Linked DNA regions of Sus scrofa: region 1 is linked to region 2. A link is a contact called in public Hi-C data. All regions are on one chromosome and are shown on one strand. The core of a region is the stretch at or near the end of the contact, and the rest is flanking DNA. Distances in the headings are between cores, read along the strand shown.

Evidence for each region. Hi-C and Micro-C count contacts between places; a contact is called where the count stands out from the background.
Region 1: a Hi-C map of liver shows a contact between it and region 2, with 7 times the contacts expected there. A contact is called at or near these places in 6 of 47 Hi-C or Micro-C datasets (embryonic fibroblasts, heart right ventricle, liver and 2 more) and 1 of 2 datasets of targeted methods (skeletal muscle).

The regions. Positions count from the first base shown.
Region 1 is chr3:111,494,070-111,498,095 of Sscrofa11.1, forward strand. No RefSeq gene overlaps it. Among named protein-coding and RNA genes, the nearest start is that of SUPT7L, 36 kb to the right of the region's middle.
Region 2 is chr3:111,368,091-111,371,760 of Sscrofa11.1, forward strand. It overlaps RBKS (ribokinase), which reads left to right. Exons shown (of 8, transcript NM_001315776.1): 3 at 3,037-3,100. Among named protein-coding and RNA genes, the nearest start is that of RBKS, 41 kb to the left of the region's middle.

The DNA of each region.
Region 1 (4,026 bases), core at 637-3,136, 130 kb after region 2:
TGGTGGGAACAGCAGGAGCAAAGGTCCTGAGGTGGCTGAGAACTTGGCATATACAAGAAATGTGACCTTCTCTCCTCAGCTAGAGCATTTACAGCTCCTAGTGCGTTCCTTGAGGGAAGAGCCGCACAGCACCCCGCACAGACTGGGCACTGGTCCGATGAATGAATAAGCAAACAGGTGTCCTTTGGTTTCAGTATTTGCCTCTACATCTCCCCTCTCCCCGCCCTTAGCTGCACTGTGGAGTGAAAAGGAAGGAGGCTGCTCAACTGGAGGCTCTGGAGTTTTCCTCTCTGTGGGCAAATTGCTTAGATCACAGAGCCACAAGGACCCCAAAGTCCCACACTCCCACCTGTCACAGTCAAAGGAAGAGCCTCGGGACAGACTTGCCAGAACCCATGGACCTGGTTGGATGGGGGCCCACGTCTAGTGCTTTCCTAGCCCTGAAGCCTGCCTTGTTTATTTGTTCAACAGGTTTGTTCAGCCATGGCACAGCCTGTTCTGACTCTGGAACATTTACAAGATGAGCCAAAAAATCACAAAAAAATGGTTTGCTCTCGGAGCTAAAGGGCGGGGCAGCCAGGGTGGGAGACTAACTTTTTGGCTTGTCCTTTGCGATCTTTTTCCCTCCTGCCCTCAGGAACCAAAGGGACTTTAATGGGGTTTCCTGCCTCAGTCTTTCCAGAACCAGCATGTGACCAGACTAGAACATTCACCTGTAAGACTCCTGGTTCTCAGCTGCACCCTCATCAGCTCTGTTCCAAACCCCAGCTTCCACCCTCTGAGTTCAAGCCACAGCCTGATCCACCTGACCAGCCCGGGTATGGAGGCACTGGGCCCAGCACCTGGATCCTTCTGCCCCCTCTGCCTGCAGTAATCTTTCTCCCTGATTGTGAGCTCCTGTTTGTCCTTCAAAACCCAGGTGTCATGTCACCACCTCTATCTAAAACCTTGAATGGACTCCCCAGGGAGTCTGCCGGCTACTTTTTAAAAATTTAAAGAGCCCAACCAGGATAATCAGGATAGCTACAATGCTAAATTTTGTTGCTTTTGTCAGACTGGATACTAGCTCAGTATAGCCCTGTTAGTTATTGTTGAGCAGAAGTACTTATCTGCAGTTACATAAATATCTGGCTACAAAAAACTTGGAAAGGACCCCCGTAAAAATGCAATTTGTCTGGCTGACAACATAATTTATTTACACCTTAATTATTCATTAATTAAGGATGGCAGAAGGGCTGGGGTAAGGATGACAAAAGGAATCCCAGTGGTAAAAAGGTGACTCTGAGATCCTACATAGCCTTTGGGTGCAGGTGCTGGCTGTCTCATTTCCCCAAAAGGCTTAGTACACAGTAGGTGCTCAGAAAGTCCTCATTGAATATTGTGTGTGAAGATGTAGGAGTATGTGAGGATGATGACACTGGGGTCGCTGAAGCTACTGTCCACCCCAGTTGGCTGTCCCATAGGCACTAGATTCGGAACAACTCAAAGCTGTCCTCCCTGGGCTCTTTATCCTCAACCGGGAGACATGCCAGTGCCTTGCACGCACCCAAGTAGCACTAAGGCTGGTCAGGACTTGGGGACAGGGCTGTGTATTCCGGAGCCCCTCCAGGGAGCAGGGGTAACAGCCTGGATTCCAACACCCACGGCAGCCCCCCTGCCCCTTTGCTCCAGGCAGCTCCGCAAGAAGCCTCGTCTGGCCAGCTGTGGGAGGTGCCATTCTCTTTCATTGCCAAGATTAGCTCAGACCTTAAAAATCACAGCCTGGCGCCTGCTCTTCTCATGACAAGGGAAAGAGTAGATGTCAGAAGCCTCCTTAGGTATCTGGAAGAGAACAGCTCCCTCCGCTCCCTCCCTTCCTTGTATGAGGTCATTGAACCAGGATGACAAAGCAAACAGTGATGTGTTGGGACTTGTTCCCGGACTCATTCCAGGGTTTCTCCAGCCCCTCCCTCCTCCTCCTCCTCCTCGCAGAATGGCAGACCCAGGTGTGGACAACAAACTGAACTGGATTTGGTCCTGGGGATCTGGGAGACAGACCCTAGTTGGGAGGCATCCTCTGTGATGGTGAAGAGGTCCCGAAAGACCCTGGTGGAAGTGGGAATGGGAGTATTAGCTCCAGTGGACACCTGCACAGTCCTCCAGGCTTCCGTGTGCTTTCATGTATTCTCACATGTGTTAAGGGGGGCAAGAATTCTTTTCTGACTTTACAGATGCGAAAACTGAGACTTGTGTATAGTCAGCAACTTAATCAGGGTTACATGGCTTGGGTGACAGAGCCAGACTTCAGATTAGTTTTGTGACTCTAGTTACAACACCTTCCCACCTCACCACAGTTCCTTCAACTTCACTCATTGGTACACCTCCTTTACACTTGGTACCGTGTTGCAGGCCACCGTGCATTATTGGCTTCATGTTCTTCTTCAAATAAACTCACTTTAAAAATTGACCTCAGGGGGGAAAAAAAAAAAAAGAAAAAGAAAAAAGAAAGGAGCTCCCTGGTGCTCAGTGGGTTAAGGATCTGGCATTGTCACTGCTGCGGCTCTGGTATAGCTGTGGCGCAGGTTTGATCCCTGGCTCTGAAGCGGAACTTCCACATGCCAAAAGTGTGGCAAAAAAAAAAAAAAAAAAATTTTTTTCACCACATTCTACACCATACATATACATGTGTGTACGTAAGTATATATTCCTATACGTAACTGCTAAAATTAGATATTTTTTCATTCTCCTCCCCTAAAGGCAATTCCCATAAGGCTGCGCAATTTGAGAAACTGCCCAAATGTCCCCCGCCCTCGCGGCATTGCTAACGATAGATCTTTATAGGCTGGTAGCCAAGTGGCTGCCCTTGTTGAAATGCTCTGCCAGTAGGATCACTCAGGGCTGCCACTGTCATTGTTAGGGCTGTGCCTCCAAATCACAGAATTACTGAATCAGGAGGGATAAGAGAGAGATCATGGAATCCAACTCCTAAAGGGCAGAACCTTATACAGCACACCCACTCAGAGCCCTCAAGATTAAGGGAGCACCATTCCAAGACAAAAAGAGGAACCAGATGTAGTCTTTGCTCCAGAAACTCGCAAAGCTTACAAACATAAACTACTGAAAACTAGAAGGAATAAGCAGAGGATCTGGAATCGTGGTTCCACCATGAACTTGGCATGCCTTTGAGCAAGTCTCTTCCGGTTTCTGAGCCTCAGTTTCCTTAAACAGAGGTGATAGTGTCTCCTCTTTTTACCTTTTAAGTCTGATAAATAAAAATTCAGAGTTTGGAAATGAGTGATATATCAAAATATCAATCAAATTAGATACAATTTTTGTCAATTGTTCCTCAATAAAGACAGCGCGGGGGGGGGAGACAAGTGTGAAAAATTCTCTGTAAGACAGTGTGTAAGTAATAGATAGGCAATGCCTAAACTCCTCCATAAAATATTTGCATTATAACTAGAGAAAGACTTTCTCCAGGTGGAACTAAGCACCAGAAACAGGCTGAGAAGACACTGGTGACCTGACCCAGCTTGCTGCCCCAAACCCTTTCAGAATCCTGATTTTGAGAGAGTTCAGGATCTGATTGTTACTCTTGCTTTGCTTTGAAACGCTCGTCTACTGGCTTTGAGCCCCACCTGCAAATTGCTGCATAGTGATGGGTCTTTACTGCCCTCTTGTGGTCACTTCTTGCCACAGTTGCACTGACTTTTGAAGCGGTGTGCGTGACAGCCAGAGGAAACCAGAGCCAAGCCTCACGATCAAGATTTTCCAGAGCCAGCAGAGGACTTAAAGCCCAAATTAAAACCATCTGCTGGAATCCAGAGCTTCTTGACGGGAAGGGGTAGTTTCGCTTGATTTTGCCCCAAGTAGGATAGGAATCCAAGCCTCTGCCTGCACTAACCCTGTTAAGACGGTTATCGCCTAGACTGTCCAGCTTGTCTGGAACAAATTCTGGAAATGAAAGCAGCTCAAAGGTCCCTTCTCCGCCCCCAAAACCCAAGGGTAGAAAGGTCCAGGACTAGAACTTGCCCTCCAACCCTCACC
Region 2 (3,670 bases), core at 496-2,995:
TGTGGGTTCGATCCCTGGCCTTGCTCAGTGGGTTAAGGATCCAGCGTTGCCGTGAGCTGGGGTATAGTTTGCAGATGCTGCTCAGATCCCACGTTGCTGTGGCTGTGGCATAGGCTGGCAGCTAAAGCTCTGATTAGACCCCTAGCCTGGGAACTTCTATATGCCACGGGGACAGTCCTAGAAATGGCAAAAAGACCAAAAAAAAAAAAAAAAAATGCAATAGCAGCAAACCTGTGGAAGCAGTGACCCTGAGCCTTAATCCCTCTCTCGCATTTTTTTTTTCCTTTTAGAGCTGCTTGTGTGGCGTATGGAGGTTCCCAGGCTAGGGATTGAATCAAAGCTGCAGCTGCTGGCCTACACCACAGCCACAGCAACGCCAGATTCAAGCCACATCTTCGACCTACACCACGGCTCACAGTAACCCTGGATCCTTAACCCACTGAGCAGGCCAGGGATCAAACCCACATCCTCATGGATGCCAATCGGGCTCATTACTGCTGAACCACAACGGAACTCCCTGAATCCCTTTCTAATTAGGCCTCTGTGCACATGGGATTCCATCTGGTGTTGGAGTTGCCTCTCTGTGTCTTATTTTCCCTCCAATATTATCAGTTTCTTGAAGGCAAAACTTCTTCCCCTTTAATAATTCTTCCTAATCCTGGCACTTCCTAATGTTTATAATATCACCCCCATTTATCAAGCCTGCCCTTGACATTCACCTTAAACAGATTTTACCTGTGTAAACCTGACAAGAAAGGGGAGAGAAGTCTCTTTGCTCTAATTTGTACTGGGCCACATGTGCCCAGGGCTGGCCCTTCTTAATCCCTACAAGATTCTTGTAAGGATACTTGCCCAAGTATATAACACTTTGATTACCCATGAGACAGAGTTAAATAATGTTTAAAAAAAAATTTTAAGGTGAGAGAACAAAGGATTTGTTTTCTGGCACGAATCTCTGACCTAAGAAACAAGATGCTTTGACACTTACCTGGTAGATAAATGGCCAGACGACTTCTGGGACAGAAACCTTTAGCAGGTGACCTCCTTCCGCCAGGGGGCTCTCCCCACAGCATTCTTTTGTAGTGGATGCTCTTTGCTGTAGAGATAGAAAGCGTCCTAATAACACATTATGATCTTTTTTGAATTGTTGCCTAATCAACATTTCCACCAGAAAAGGAGCACAGGAAAAAGTGTTCTTTGAGGAAGAAGGTATCAGAGGTGGCATTTAAATGAGGGATCAGCACTCTACAACCTGTGGGGCAAATCTTGGCAACCATGTGTTTTTTATAAATAAAGTTTTATTGCAACACAGCCACACCCATTTGTTTACAGATTGTCTTTGGCGGCTTTCGCACCGCAATAGCAGAGTTGAATAGTTGCAGAAGAGACCCATCTGGCCTGCAGTGTCTGAAACACTACCTCTTTGGCCCTTTACTGAAAAAAAAAAAAAAAAAAAAAAAAAAAACAGCTTTTCTGACTCTTAGGCAATCCAGGAAACTTCCCAGGAAATGTTATTGTCCCTCATTGAGGTTCTTGGCCAAGTAAACCTCTAGGTTTCTTTCCCTTGATATGTCCCGAGAACTTTTGCTGTGGAAGAGCAGAACCCACCAGGAATGCTCAGACCTGGCTGGAGACACTACAGAGCGCTCATCTGCAGGACGGAAGAATAGTCAGGAGTGGCAGGCCTGAAAGCCTGCGGGGCCAAACAGGTGACATAATTGCAAATAGGCCGGTGAGGGCTCTGGTGAACCAGAGAGCAGTGTTTACCTTTGAGACAGGTCCAGCTGGGTCATCTTGTAGGAATGTGGGCCTGGTGTTTACCAGGACCTCTGAGTTTTCAGAACTTCCTGGAAATATGGGTTGTTTTTGTGAAGTCTCCTAACATTTAAAAGGTGACAAGGTGATTAAAATTAAAAATAGAAGGAGGGAGGAATCCACACAAACACCTGCAAATGGATGTTTATAGTAGCTTAACTCACACCTGCCAAAACTTGGAAGCAACCAAGATGTCCCTCCGCGGGTGGATGGAGAGAGAAACCGTGGTACATCCATATCATGGAATATCACTCAACACGGAAAAGAAATGAGTTATCAACCCAAGAAAATGAAAAAAAAAAAAACCATACACCTCAGATGTATATTACTAAGTGCAAGAAACCTACTGTATGATTCCAATTGCATGGCATTCTGGAAAAGACAAAACTGGAGACGGTGCAAAGTTCAGTAGTTTCCTGGGACTGAGGGTAGGGAGGAGTGAACGGGAGAGCAGGGGGACTTTTAGGGCAGGGCAACTACTCTGAATGAAACTGTAATGGTGGATACATGTCTATGCATTTGTCCAGACTCATAGAATGTAGAAGACCAGAGCAAACCCAAATGTACGCCTCAGAGTTTGGGTGATAAAGATGGATCACTATAGAGTCACTGGTTGTGACAAGTGTGCTACCCTAATCGTGTTGTCTATGCATGGAAGAGGAATGGGGATCTGAAGGAAAAACTGAAGTATCAATATCAGAATGGATGCTAGGACACAAAACAAGACAAGGCCACTATACTAAGTTACCCAAGTTAGCTAGGGCTTTTTCAGTCCCCTCCTCTTTGCCCACCTCCCACACAGGGTCAGGGAAGAAGATAAGAAGATTCTGAAACACGAGGCAGGTCATTACAAAGATGCCTTCATTTATAGTGAAGTATAAGCAACTGAGATCCCATCATAAATACTGAGAATTGTTGATGGTGGACCATCTCTGTCTCAGTGAGAATTTCCACATAACAGATCCGTGAGAGGAAAGCTATAGAATGTGTGACAGTCATTAAAGGTTCCACATTGTAGGTGGGCTATAAATGAAACATTAATATATAACAATTCTTTGGGCTGAAATCAAGTCTAGCATCTTACATTAAGAAGGCTAATTAGTTAATGTTTATAAAGTACAGTGTAGATATGCCCTTTTAAAATGCTAAGTATTCTAAAGGCTACATTGTAGCATTTTACTAAATGTAAAAGATCTAACATTCATCATTTCTTTGGTACAGGTTGGCAAAGATTCCTTTGGCAATGATTATATAGAAAACTTAAAGCAGAATGATATTTCTACAGGTAAAATTTTTTCTTTCTTAAAGTTAGTTCTGATAACTTTCTTCTGGAATCTGGTTACAAGAAAAGTTGAACCTGGAATAGAATTATTAGATCCTCCCCTGGTGGCCAGAGAATTTTTACACACAGCTTTGTCTCATCTTGCTTAAATGTCCTTTGTTAATTCTCTCCCATACACTTCTCCAGATGGGAATAAAATGATAGGAGGTTAACAAACCTTCATCTCGTAGAAATGTTTCAAAAGCAGGGAACCAAAGAAATCAGGTGTTGCCTTCACAAAAGATATTTGAAGAAAAGTCACTGAATGTCATAGCCAGAAATGATCTTCAAAGCCATTGAGGCTGATACCATCATTTCACAAAAGAGAAAACTGAAGGCCAGACTGGGTCTGAATTTGTCTAAGAGCACATTGCTAGCTAGAATGCAGGTCTCTGGCTCCCATTCAAGGCTCTTTGCTGCTGCCAAAGGCTGATCGACCTCTCCATTTACACACCAGACCATAATTCTTGATAAGATGCAAAGCTTATGACGGAGTTCCCGTCGTGGCTCAGTGGCTAACAAATCCGACTGGGA